Linked DNA regions of Pan troglodytes: region 2 is linked to region 1. The links are chromatin contacts, called in public Hi-C maps. All regions are on one chromosome and are shown on one strand. The core of a region is the stretch at or near the end of the contact, and the rest is flanking DNA. Distances in the headings are between cores, read along the strand shown.

What was found. A called contact is a pair of places that touch in the nucleus more often than the background predicts.
Region 2: a contact with region 1 is called in a Hi-C map of stem cell-derived neural progenitor cells, with 4 times the contacts expected there. The contact joins the enhancer-like site here to the promoter of RTRAF in region 1. A contact is called at or near these places in 3 of 7 Hi-C or Micro-C datasets (blood, induced pluripotent stem cells and stem cell-derived neural progenitor cells) and 1 of 1 datasets of contacts at active chromatin or transcription factors (stem cell-derived excitatory neurons).

Annotation. Positions count from the first base shown.
Region 1 is chr15:49,996,305-50,001,956 of NHGRI_mPanTro3-v2.0_pri, forward strand. It overlaps RTRAF (RNA transcription, translation and transport factor), which reads left to right and starts at 3,649. Exons shown (of 8, transcript NM_001246406.1): 1 at 3,649-3,832; 2 at 5,449-5,573. The coding sequence starts at 3,772.
Region 2 is chr15:50,129,092-50,134,882 of NHGRI_mPanTro3-v2.0_pri, forward strand. No RefSeq gene overlaps it. Among named protein-coding and RNA genes, the nearest start is that of NID2, 53 kb to the left of the region's middle. Within about 2 kb of position 1,625, at least 7 of the 24 cell types and tissues checked have an H3K27ac peak or open chromatin away from gene starts, as enhancers often do. A contact at or near this core is called in induced pluripotent stem cells and stem cell-derived neural progenitor cells, where this site is marked.

The sequences.
Region 1 (5,652 bases), core at 2,399-4,898:
CTGGTTATTACCAACTTGTTCTGTTCACTGTTTTCGGAAGACTAATTTGAACAAAGGCTTCTAGTAAAACTGCCAAGACTTTAAAAGTTGTTACAAGTTGTGAAACTGTCCTTCAAAGAGCAACTTGTACCTCTGACTGGTTGCCTTTCTTGATAATGTGTTGCCCTGGCAATACCGTTGAAATGGCCACCTCTACATTTCTGCAACCATATATGCCCTTGCAAATATTTTAGGTTTTGTGAGTCATGTGGTCTATGTTGCATTTATTCAACTCTGCCCTTGTAGCACCAAAGCAGCCAGTTAGCAAATGGGCATGGCTGTGTTCCAATACAACTTTATTTATGTACACTGAAATTTGAATTTTATATAGCTTTCACATGTCATAAAATATTATTATTCTTTTGATTTTTCAACCATTTAAAAATATAAAAACCATTCTTATCTTGGTTTTTTTTTTTGAGTACTCCATCTAGAAATCTCTTTCCCCAGATATTTGTGTGGCTAACTTCCTTACCTCCTTCTAGGCTTTCCTTACACTTCACTGTCTCAATGAGGCCCAACCTGACCATCTTGTCTAAAACTGCAACACCCATTATATCCCCACCGCTATTTGTTACCCCACTTACCTTGTTATAATTTTCCTATAGTACTTAGAACCTTCTGAATAGTAAATAATGTATTTATTTATTATTGTACTGTTTGTCTTCCCTTGCCCAATGATAAGCTCCCTGAGGTCAGGGTTGTTGTGTTTAAGCTCTCAGATGACTCCAAAATGCCTACAAGATTGCCTGGCATGTAATTGACACTCTAAACACTTTACTGAACAATTCAACAGATGAATTAATAGCCTGTCAAACCTATGATCAACCATTAGATTGGAGTTCAGGTCATTTGATAATAAAAGTTGATTTCCAGATCCTTCCACCAAAAAGACACATGCATTCTCATGTTCATTGCAGCACTGTTCACAATAGCAAAGACATGGAATCAACCTAGATGCCCATCAGAGGCTGACTGGATAAAGAAAATATGGTACATATACCCCACGGAATACTATGCAGCCATAAAAAGAACAAATATTATGTCCAAATTTGCAGCAATATGGATGCAGCTGGAGGCCATTATCCTAAGCAAATTAACACAGGAACAGACAACCAAATACCACAGGTTCTCACTTATAAGTGGGAGCTAAACACTCGGTACTTATGAAAACACACACACAAAAAAGTTGGTTTCCTTTTCTTGAAGTATACAGAGGGCTTGGTCTTCAGAAATGGAATTATGTAAGATTCACTTACTGTTGGACACTCCATTCAGAATAGGTCAAAGAACTCCTTCAAATTCAGAGAAAAAAAAAGATAACTGGGTTTTAACATAAAAAATGGATTAATATTTATTTTATACTTCTTTCCCAAAGTTTGCTTTATCCCCTGCTCAAGTATCCCCTGATACTTTAGCATTCTGCATCATCTGAATCTTCCTCCAACCTCCCCACTCCTGGTGGTGGCCAGGGCTGATGACTAGGGACAGTCTTAAGTTGCTGACAATGGGGACCCTGAAGTGGAAAGACTAGGCCAGGAGCAAACAACTTCATTTTCTGCCTTGAAAGGTCAATTTCAGAAAACAAATGGTAAGAGATGTTTTTCCTTATTTTTTTAAAGAAATTCATGGTCTGCAATTGTATTTTTCCCCCTTTTTAATTTATTATTTATATGTAAGTACTTATTATTTTCCCTTCCATGATTGGTTCATTCTTTCATTTTTTGGTTAGTATTTCATTAATTATACAACTAGCATGCACTACAATATGAGATTATAGCCATATCTTTGATCAAATTTTGTTGGAAATGAGACACTCTCGAACTGATTTTCTTGATTCACTCTATAAGCACCTTAATTGAAAAATACAGATTATCTTACAGTGCCCCCTTAAAACTAAAGCTGTATTCTAGCCTCTGTACTTCTTTTTATTATTATTATTTTTGAGATGGGGTCTTACATGTTGCCCAGGTTGGTGTGATCATGGCTCACTGCAGCCTCAACCTTGCAGGCTCAAGTGATCCTCCCACCTCAGCCTCCTGAGTAGCTGGGTCCACAGGCACACACGAGCATTCCAGGCTAATTTTTCTTTCTTTCTTTTTTTTTTTTTAGTTTTCATAGAGACAAAGTCTCACTATGTTGCCTAGGCTGGTCTCAAACTCCTGGGCTTGAACTACCCTCCCACCTCAGCCTCCCAAAGTGCTGGGACTACAGGCATGAGCCTCTGCACCTGGCCTGTACTTCTTTGTAGTACATTTTATATTTCTTGTAATTCACTTACTCTTTCTAACTCCAGATTATAAGTATTTATTTACACATCTATATTTGTCATTATACTTAAGCTTCCTGAAAATAGACTATAGTTTACTCATTTGTATGCTCCTCAGATCCTAAGTGTTTAATTAAAATCTTAATTAATGAAATGAAATGAAACATACATAGTTGGCTTACCCCCAAGAATTTCAATAGCTTCCCTTAGCTTGCCATGAGAGGCTTTTCCTTATCAGACTCCTGCCTTTGTCTATAGTCTTATCCGCTGTCATTCCCTCTCACCCTCCAGCCCCTATAAGCTCTAGTCCCTCTGGGCCATGCTGTTGCTCATTTCTTGCCTTTATACATCCTCTTCCCTCAAACTAGGTTACCCTTTTGACTGCATGGTGAATGCCTCACCATCTTCAAGCCTTAGTTTATACTTATCTGTTTATTGTTTCCCTCATTAGCCTTTTAAACTCCATGAAAATAGGGGCCTGGTCTGTCTTGTTCACTGCTCTCTCTCCACTGTCTGAAAAGCAAGTAGAGACTGGATCAGGAAAGATCTTAAATACAATAAGGAGTTTTGATTATTTCTAGGGGGTAACCAGGAACCACTAAAACATAAGCAGAGAAAGTTATGTACAGGTTTTTGCTTTAGAAAAATCTCTCTCATCGCTGTATGGAGGAATGGTTTGGAGAAGGCAGGACTGGCCCTAAGAAATCAATCAGATAATTAGAGTAAGCAAAAGTGATGAGGATCTGATCTGTGGCTGTATCAGTGGGGTCCGAAAGGAGGTGAGGGATTTGAGAGTTAGGAGAGACAGAATGGCAGGAATTGGTGACCTACTGGATGCTGTGACCGAGGGTGAGGGGGAGTGAGGGACGATCTCGGCTTCAGATTTCACTCTGGCTGAGGATATCTGGAACGATCGCATCGTATTAACAATTGTATGTTTACCTGTGGATCACTCCCAACTAGTCTGAAAGCATCTTACTATAGGGACCTTGCTTTGTAGTCTTTGTATTACCAGTGTTAGAAGAGCACCTGTTATGTAGGAGGAGTAATAAAATGAATGAATGCACTCAAAACACTAAACAGTAATTCTGTAATCCAACGGGAGGTACAGCGAATACCAAAAGCCTACATATACTATTCTCTGCATGCTATAGCAAGAAAGAAAGGAAAGTGGCTTCCCAGTGGTTTTCTGCCTATTGTACAACCAGGAAGCTGACAATAAAGTTTATTTGAGCGTCGACGTGCGCCGACGTGGCCCCGCCTCCCCAGCCGGAGCCGCGATTGGTGGGCATTTGCCGGCGGCCACCGCTTTTAAGCCACGATTGGGGAAGGCCGCCGTCATTTCGGAGCGTCTCAGCGCCTGCCCGCCCTCTCGCCGCGTCGCCGGTGCCTGCGCCTCCCGCTCCACCTCGCTTCTTCTCTCCCGGCCGAGGCCCGGGGGACCAGAGCGAGAAGCGGGGACCATGTTCCGACGCAAGTTGACGGCTCTCGACTACCACAACCCCGCCGGCTTCAACTGCAAAGGTGAGGCGGCGGCCTCGGCCCGGCCGCGTGTCCCTGACCTGGGCGGAGGTCCCAGCCTCAGTGCCCGCACCCCACCTCCCCGCCGGGACCCTCGGCGGCCTGGTTTCCGCCGGCAGCCTCCGGGCCCCTCTCCTCTGGGTCGCCACGTACCTCGGCTCTTCGCCGCCCCTTCCCGCCTTTAAAGCCCTCTCACCTACTCCTGTCTCGGCATGTTACTTTCTGCACTTGCTTAACTCCAAGCACCACGTAACTACCTTCTCTGTACATAAAAGGGAGAGCATTCGTCTTTCTCACTCACTATTCAACTCCATGGTTCCCTGGGTAATTAGGCGATACCTTGAGCACCTGCTAATTATGGGCCAGCGCGGTGCTGGATTCTGAGGAAGGTGCTGAGTAACTTGAAGACTAGTTCACTGCCTGCCAGGAGCTAAAGGGACGAGGGGTGGAAGCAATCAGAACCCACTGAGCAGTTTGAGACAGTACACAATGAAATCAGGACCGATCACAGTGGGAGGGTAAGCGCGTGTAGTAACGGGCTAGTTGTGTTATGTGGTGTTGCAAAAAAGTTAATAGCAGATGAGTGGGAGGGTTGAATTGTGAATACAAAGGTATTTGGGATTTTACAGCATTAGAATTTTAAAAAGTAATAACGTTGCTACTCACTGTAACTAAACTGCTACCCACCACTACTCGTTTCCTTTGTATAGTTGTGGCCTGTGATAGACTGGTAAGTTTGAAAGTGATCAAGTATAATTTGTGATACTCAGACCACTGTGTAATTCTCAAGACCCTATAATGGAAGCTTGAATTTGACTCACAAATTGAAAATAATTTTTAAGCAGGATGACAGTGTTTTGTTGATCGCCTGTAGAAGCATATCAAATTATAATCTATTGTTTTTCTACTTTAACAAAAAAGTATCAGTGACAATAGAGCCTTGTTCTGGATTGGAATCTTTGAGTCTCAATGTTCTTATCTGTAAAATGGGATATTACCTACCTCAAAAGAGGTATGGGGAGGATTAAACGAAACAATTATGCACTTAATGTGCAGTTAACATTCCATGACAACAGTTGTCACAGTGTCTTTTTTGTCATTTAATTTCTTTTACTTATTATTTTGTTATATATTTTACTTTATTACTTTGCTATAAATTTAACCTTGCCCTCCTTCCCCTTTCTGTCCGCAAAGGAACTGGAATATTAATATGTAACACTTAAATAGCAAAACTATGTGCCAGGCAGTGTTTTTATCCGTATTTATTTTATTTAAGAAACTTCTTAAATAAAACAACTTCTTTTAATCTTCATAACTCTATGAGGTAAGTTCTATTAGCACCCTCATTTTGTAGCTGAAGAATCTGAGGCACAGAAAATGTGGGTGATTATCCCAAGTTCACACAACCAGTAAGTATCTGGACCCAGGATTTGAACAGATCATTGTTAATCTGTACTTTCAACTCCAGAATCTGTACTTTCAACTCCCTCTTTTGGTTCAATTAACTTAGTATTTTGAAGTTAAGAAAATTCCACAAGAACATATATCTGAACATATACCTGAGAAGGAGGTATTTTATGTAGTGCTTCTAGTTATTTATGTGATATTTTTTATTGCAGATGAAACAGAATTTAGAAACTTCATCGTTTGGCTTGAAGACCAGAAAATCAGACACTACAAGATTGAAGACAGAGGGAATTTAAGAAACATCCACAGCAGCGACTGGCCCAAGTTCTTTGAAAAGGTAATGAATTAGGAAGTAAAGTAAAAATACAGAGAGTTTGTCTGAAAAATCATGAAGATGAGCTTAAAATTACTTTCTT
Region 2 (5,791 bases), core at 375-2,874, 130 kb after region 1:
CTGTAACAGTCACCTCGAAGGTCTGCAGCTTCACTCCTGAGCCAGTGAGACCACGAACCCACCAGAAGTAAGAAACTGAACACATCCGAACATCAGAAGGAACAAACTCCAGACGCGCCACCTTAAGAGCTGTAACACTCACCGCGAGCCTCTGCGGCTTCATTCTTGAAGTCAGTGAGACCAAGAACCCACCAATTCTGGACACAATAGGATTTAAAAACCACAATCTGGATGCTTATTGTGTTAATTACTGCTGAGTTGTCATTCCTTTTAGACTTTTTCAAGGGACAGAGCAATGAAATATGCATTTTAAAATTTATTTTAAAAGATAAAATGAGTTTATAGTGATATGTCCAATTCAAACGTTAGATTATAAAATTTTTACTTACCTTCTTTGATTTTATGTGCTTATTTGAGTAATCTTATTGTTACTAGTTATTCTGATGTTCTAGAATCATTTATATTTGAAGCAACAGCCAAGGTTTATCAATGCCTGAAAAGTGAAACAGAAATGATAAAGAAAATAAAGGAAAACATCAATGCAGAAAGGAACTATAGTAAATATCTTTAGGGATGTAAAAGAAGATATTACCTCCATGGAATTATTGCAGAGAACTCTTAACCTAGGTTCAGTAGTCTTATTGCCTATTATTTTTAAGCTATATATGTGTTGTAAGCTAAAGTTGATAAGTAATTATGTTAATATAGAGACTGAGCTTTTCAGCATAGGAACAAGAAGATACAAATATAAAATCAAATAAGCAAAAACCCTGTAATCATAAAAAACTGGCAAATGTTATTGAAAGACCACCGTCTGGACACAAGGGCTCCCTGGGAAAACACCACAAGAATGCAATAAGCCAAAGCTCGAAATTCTACAGAACCTATTATCTGATTTCTTCTACAAATGAATAGCATGAAAAGAAGAGAGGAACTAACGTGTATTTTGTATAGATCTTACTTGGTTTCCAACTCAAGCCAACTTCAAAAAAGACATTTTAGACAACAAAAGAAAGTGGATCACCGGGCATTACGTGAGGTGAAAAAATTACTAGTTTTGTTACATATAATAGTAGTACTGTTATTTGTTAAAACTCCTTATCTGCTAGCAATATATTTTGAAGACTTTACAGATGACATGATACTTGGAATGTGTTTTTACATATCTAGAAAAAAACTGGAAGGGACATAAGTGAAACAAACTTGGTCAGATATCGAAGTTAGGTGGTGTGGGATCATCATACTATCCTCTAATTTTTGTATGTTTGAAAATATCCTTAATTTTTAAAGGTTAAAAAAAGACTTTATTTAGAAACACTAAAGAAGACAAAAATAAATGGAGAGATATAAGGATGCTTTAAAAAAGGTAATTAATTAATTACATTATTTAAAAAGCACAAGAAGACAAGAAAGAATCCAGCTCAAATCCTATGTCCCAGGGTCCAGCAACTAGCAGGGTGTGCCTAAAATTCCCCCAAAGCCGCAGCTGAGGACCGGAACTGGAGGGCAGATGTCCCTCCACCCTCCTTCCTAGGGCAGCAATTAGCACTCCAGTCTTCTGGTTGGAGGCTCTTTGTGCAGCAGGCTGCACGTGCAGCCTCATAGTTCACAGAGCCCTTTTGGACATGGAGTGAATAGTTGGTTACATTCTCCACATTTTTATGCAGATGACATTGCTCATGGTGGATACTAGAGCTGGGGCAGCTGATGAGGAAATCACCAGGGGTGGCTCAGAAAAAAAAAAAAAAATGACCTCCCTAAGGGACACTACAGGAAACCAGCCCCGAAGTGATTTCTTTTGAAATTCGGGGCAGCAGCAAGCTCATATTTCTTTTGGTTAGTTCCTTCACCATGGTTGCCAGTCTCAGTACAGCTGAGTGTTCCTATCTCCGCCTCTGTCTCCCTCATCAGCTATTGTTTTACCTCACCCACCCAAGGTATGGGAGGCCTCCATTCCATTTAGAGAGCTCCTGATGCTTCCTGGTGGCTGGTGATGATTCATTTTTATTCCCTTGAATCTTCCCCATGGCCAGATCATTGTTGTCCATATCCTTCCCTCCAGGAAACAACAAAAGGCAATATTTGGTCTTTTGGCTGGAGTCTATGCCGGACCAACACATCCCACAAATGGCTTGAGCTGAGGGTTCCTCCAGCCCCCTGAGATTTCCCAAAACATTTCGAGATAAACTCTAATAGTAGGATACATTTGCTTTCCGGTTGAAGTGATGGGTTATATGATTCATCTGTTCCCTAAGATTTCCAGTTATAGTCATGAAATCTGGCCTCTGCCCCTGATGTAAAACCCTTGTGTTTATAAGAAGTAACCTAAGTAACCTACCACATGTTCAGAGTTGGAAACCTACTTCCTGTCCCCCGAGTTTGTAAACCCAGCAAGATATATTTTCTCTTTTCAGCCATGCTTGAAAAGTTGGTATAACTGAAATAAGTTTTAAATAAGGCAAATTGGAATAAACTCCAACTCAATGATTTCATCTTCCCAATCCTGCCCCAAATCATGGCCATATCAGTGGGATTTCCAATTGCAAACAGCACCAAATTCATGTTAGCAAATTTTAAGGATGAGAAGTGACCTCGGCCATCCAGAATTGGATTTGTAGCAGATGACAAATAAGATGCTTAGCATCACAGACCATCAGAGATGGCCGACTTGAGCCAGCATCGACCCTCTCCTTTCACAGGTGAGAAAACTAAAGTCCAAAGACAGTCTTATTTTAAAGCCTAAATTGCAGGGGTAGCGAGTGAAACCAGTTTCAAAATGAGGTTTACCACAGAGGAGCCCAAACCCACTCTCTCACTCATGTCACATTCTGAAGTGTCCTTCTTACTGGTTTCCAACTCTTCACCTCTCTCTTCTTATCTCTTCCCCCTGCCCTCCACACTGCTCCCTGCTGCAGCCACTTTCTTTGCAGCACAGCCCTGATCATATCTCCCCTGGTTCAAAACTATTCCATAGTTCTCGGCCTTGGCTGTTCCCAATGACATTCCAGTTGAACTTCATACTTCACTCGCGTGCCCTGCCCAGTCCATATGGAAAAGTAGCTGCTCCCAAGAGAGCTTTGTGCCTATCTCTTTTCCCATGTGATTTTCTCTGCCCAGAAGATTCTTTCTCTTTAACAGGCAAGATCCACCTACCCTTTAGAGGCTCGGTTCAGATACCATTTCCTCCACAAATGCTTCATTCACTCTCCTAAGTGAAAGCCAGTTCTCACCTTTTTGTCTCTTTGCACTGTAGATCTCTATTTTGGCAGGTAACACATTCTATTTCATGTAATACTGTAGTTAATTACGAACATTCTGCATCTTCCCACTTGACACTAAATTCCTGTAAGTGAGAAACTAGATCTTACTTACAACCCCAGCACAGTTATTTGTTTAGAGTGAACATCATTTTTTAAAATTAAATTGGGTTGAAATCCACTATCTTTGGAAACCCAACAGCATTTAGGCATATAATTCTAAAGAGCTGAAATTTAATGTTTTATGTACTTCTATCCTTGATAATCTCAGGTACGCTGAAGGACATTTTTATCTCCTATAATGTGTCATGGATAAAAATAGGGAGCATTCTTTTTTCATTGCTATTAGGTCATGCTCATGTTCAACTTATTTTCTAGAGTTGGGGTCTCACTATGTTGCTCAGGCTAGTCTCAAACTCCTGGGCTCAAGCAATCCTCCTGCCTCAGTCTCCCAAAGTGCTGGGATTACAGGTGTGAGCCACTGTGCTCAGCCAACATGTATTTATTTAATACACCTAGAATGCAGAAAACACTGTGTAGGTTACTGCGGGGGTAGAGAGGTGAATAAAATCTGGGACCCAGACCATAAAATAGTTGTGATGGGGGGCCAGGTGCGATGGCTCACGCCTGTAATCCCAGCACTTTGGGAGGCCGAGGCGGACAGGTCACGAGGTCAGGAGATCAAGACCAGCCTGGCCAACATGGTGAAACCCCATCTCTACTAAAAGTAAAAAAAATTAGCCGGGTGTAGTGACGTGCGCCTGTAGTCCCAGCTACTTGGGAGGCTGAGGGGGGAGAATTGCTTGAACTCAGGAGACGGAGGTTGCAGTGAGCCGAGATCAGGCCACTGCACTATAGCCCAGGCAACAAAGTGAGACTCCATCTCAAACAAACAAACAAACCAACAAAAATAGTTGTAATGGGTTTACTTTCACAGCTATGAACTCAAGGGCCAACCCAGGCATCAACTCTTAGACATTTCACAAATAGCAACTGCTAATCACCCCTGTCTGCTATTAAAGAAAGTTGTGAAAGACTAACAGCCTTAGGAACTACCCTTAGTAAGGAATCAGAAGATCATGGGTCTACTTCAGACGGATTCTACCAAATTTCTATCAGCATGGCCTTGGACAAGTTGCTTATTTCTATTCATCTTCCTCATCAGCAAAACAGACTCTTCATGAAAGGGCTCTTCATGGGTTCCTTCAAGGACATAGGTGTGTTAAAGCAAAATAAATATAGCCTGAGAAGGACTCCATTCTTCTATATTTGAGTCCTTGGGGATGAACTGTAACCTAGCTTAATAAACAAGATTGAAAACCTAACTTAGGAGTATGCATCTGGAACAATAGCTGAGTCTTGGCCAATCCCAGCAGCCGTACTTCAACTACTCACACACTGATGAGTGTTCAGACTGTGTTCAAAAAAGGCAAATGCCAACCTGCAATCAATCCAGTTGTTCTGTACGTCACTTCTGGTTTCTGTACTTCATTTCCCTTTTTTTGTCTATAAATCTTCTTCCACCACGTGGTTGTGCTGGAGTCTCTGTGAATCTGCTGTGACTCTGGGTGCTGCCCCATTCGCAAATTGTTCATTGCTCAATTAAACTTCTTTAAATTTAATTCAGATGAACTTTTTCTTTCATCAGGTGTCACCTAACATACAAGTTTGTGGACCAATTCTGCAAACATATGGTATGAATTAAAGCAGTGGTTCTCAAAGTGTAGTTCCCAGACCAGTAGCATCTGTTGGGAACGTGATAGAAATGCACATTCCCAGGCCCCACCCTTAACCAACTGAATCAGAAACTCTGGGGCTTTTTGTCTGGGGGAACGTTGGGTTCTGGTGCTTCCTCTTTTCCAAGTGGAGGGTGGTGCTGATGCTGTGGGCAGCTGAGTTGGGGTAGGCTCTCCCCATCCTACCAGCTCATCCTCCAGACTAGGCTAGAGTCAGCTCGCCTAGCTCCTGAAATACTTCTGCTTGCCAAGGCACCAGGAGCCCATAACACCTACTCTGTGAGCTTTCCTCACAGAGGGAAGGCTCTGTCTGAGGTTTAGTGAACAATGATTGCGAAAATACTTTGAAAATTGAGAGGGGCCATGCAAATGTAAATATTGTTAAAGTTGCCAACTCTTTAGGAAAGAGATGTGTGAAACGGGAAAACAGAATACAAGGAAAAGACACTGGTGACAGATTCTATAAACTACTCTTAACTCCTGAAGAATCGCCTTTTTCATTCTATACACAGCTTCCCTCCCTTCATTTTGTCCCGCTTGTCTACAAATGTAACAAATGTGCCAGGTTTGGTGGCTCACGCCTGTAATCCCAGCACTCTGGGAAGCAGAGGCAGGCGGGATCACCTGAGGCCAGGAATTCGAGACCAGCCTGGCCAACATGGTGGAACCCCATCTCTACTAAAAATACCAAAAAAAAAAAAATTAATTAATTAGGCTTACTCCAGCTACTCAAGAGTCTGAGGCACGAGAATCCCTTCAACCTGGGGAGAATCACTCCAACCTCTGTTGGAGTGAGCT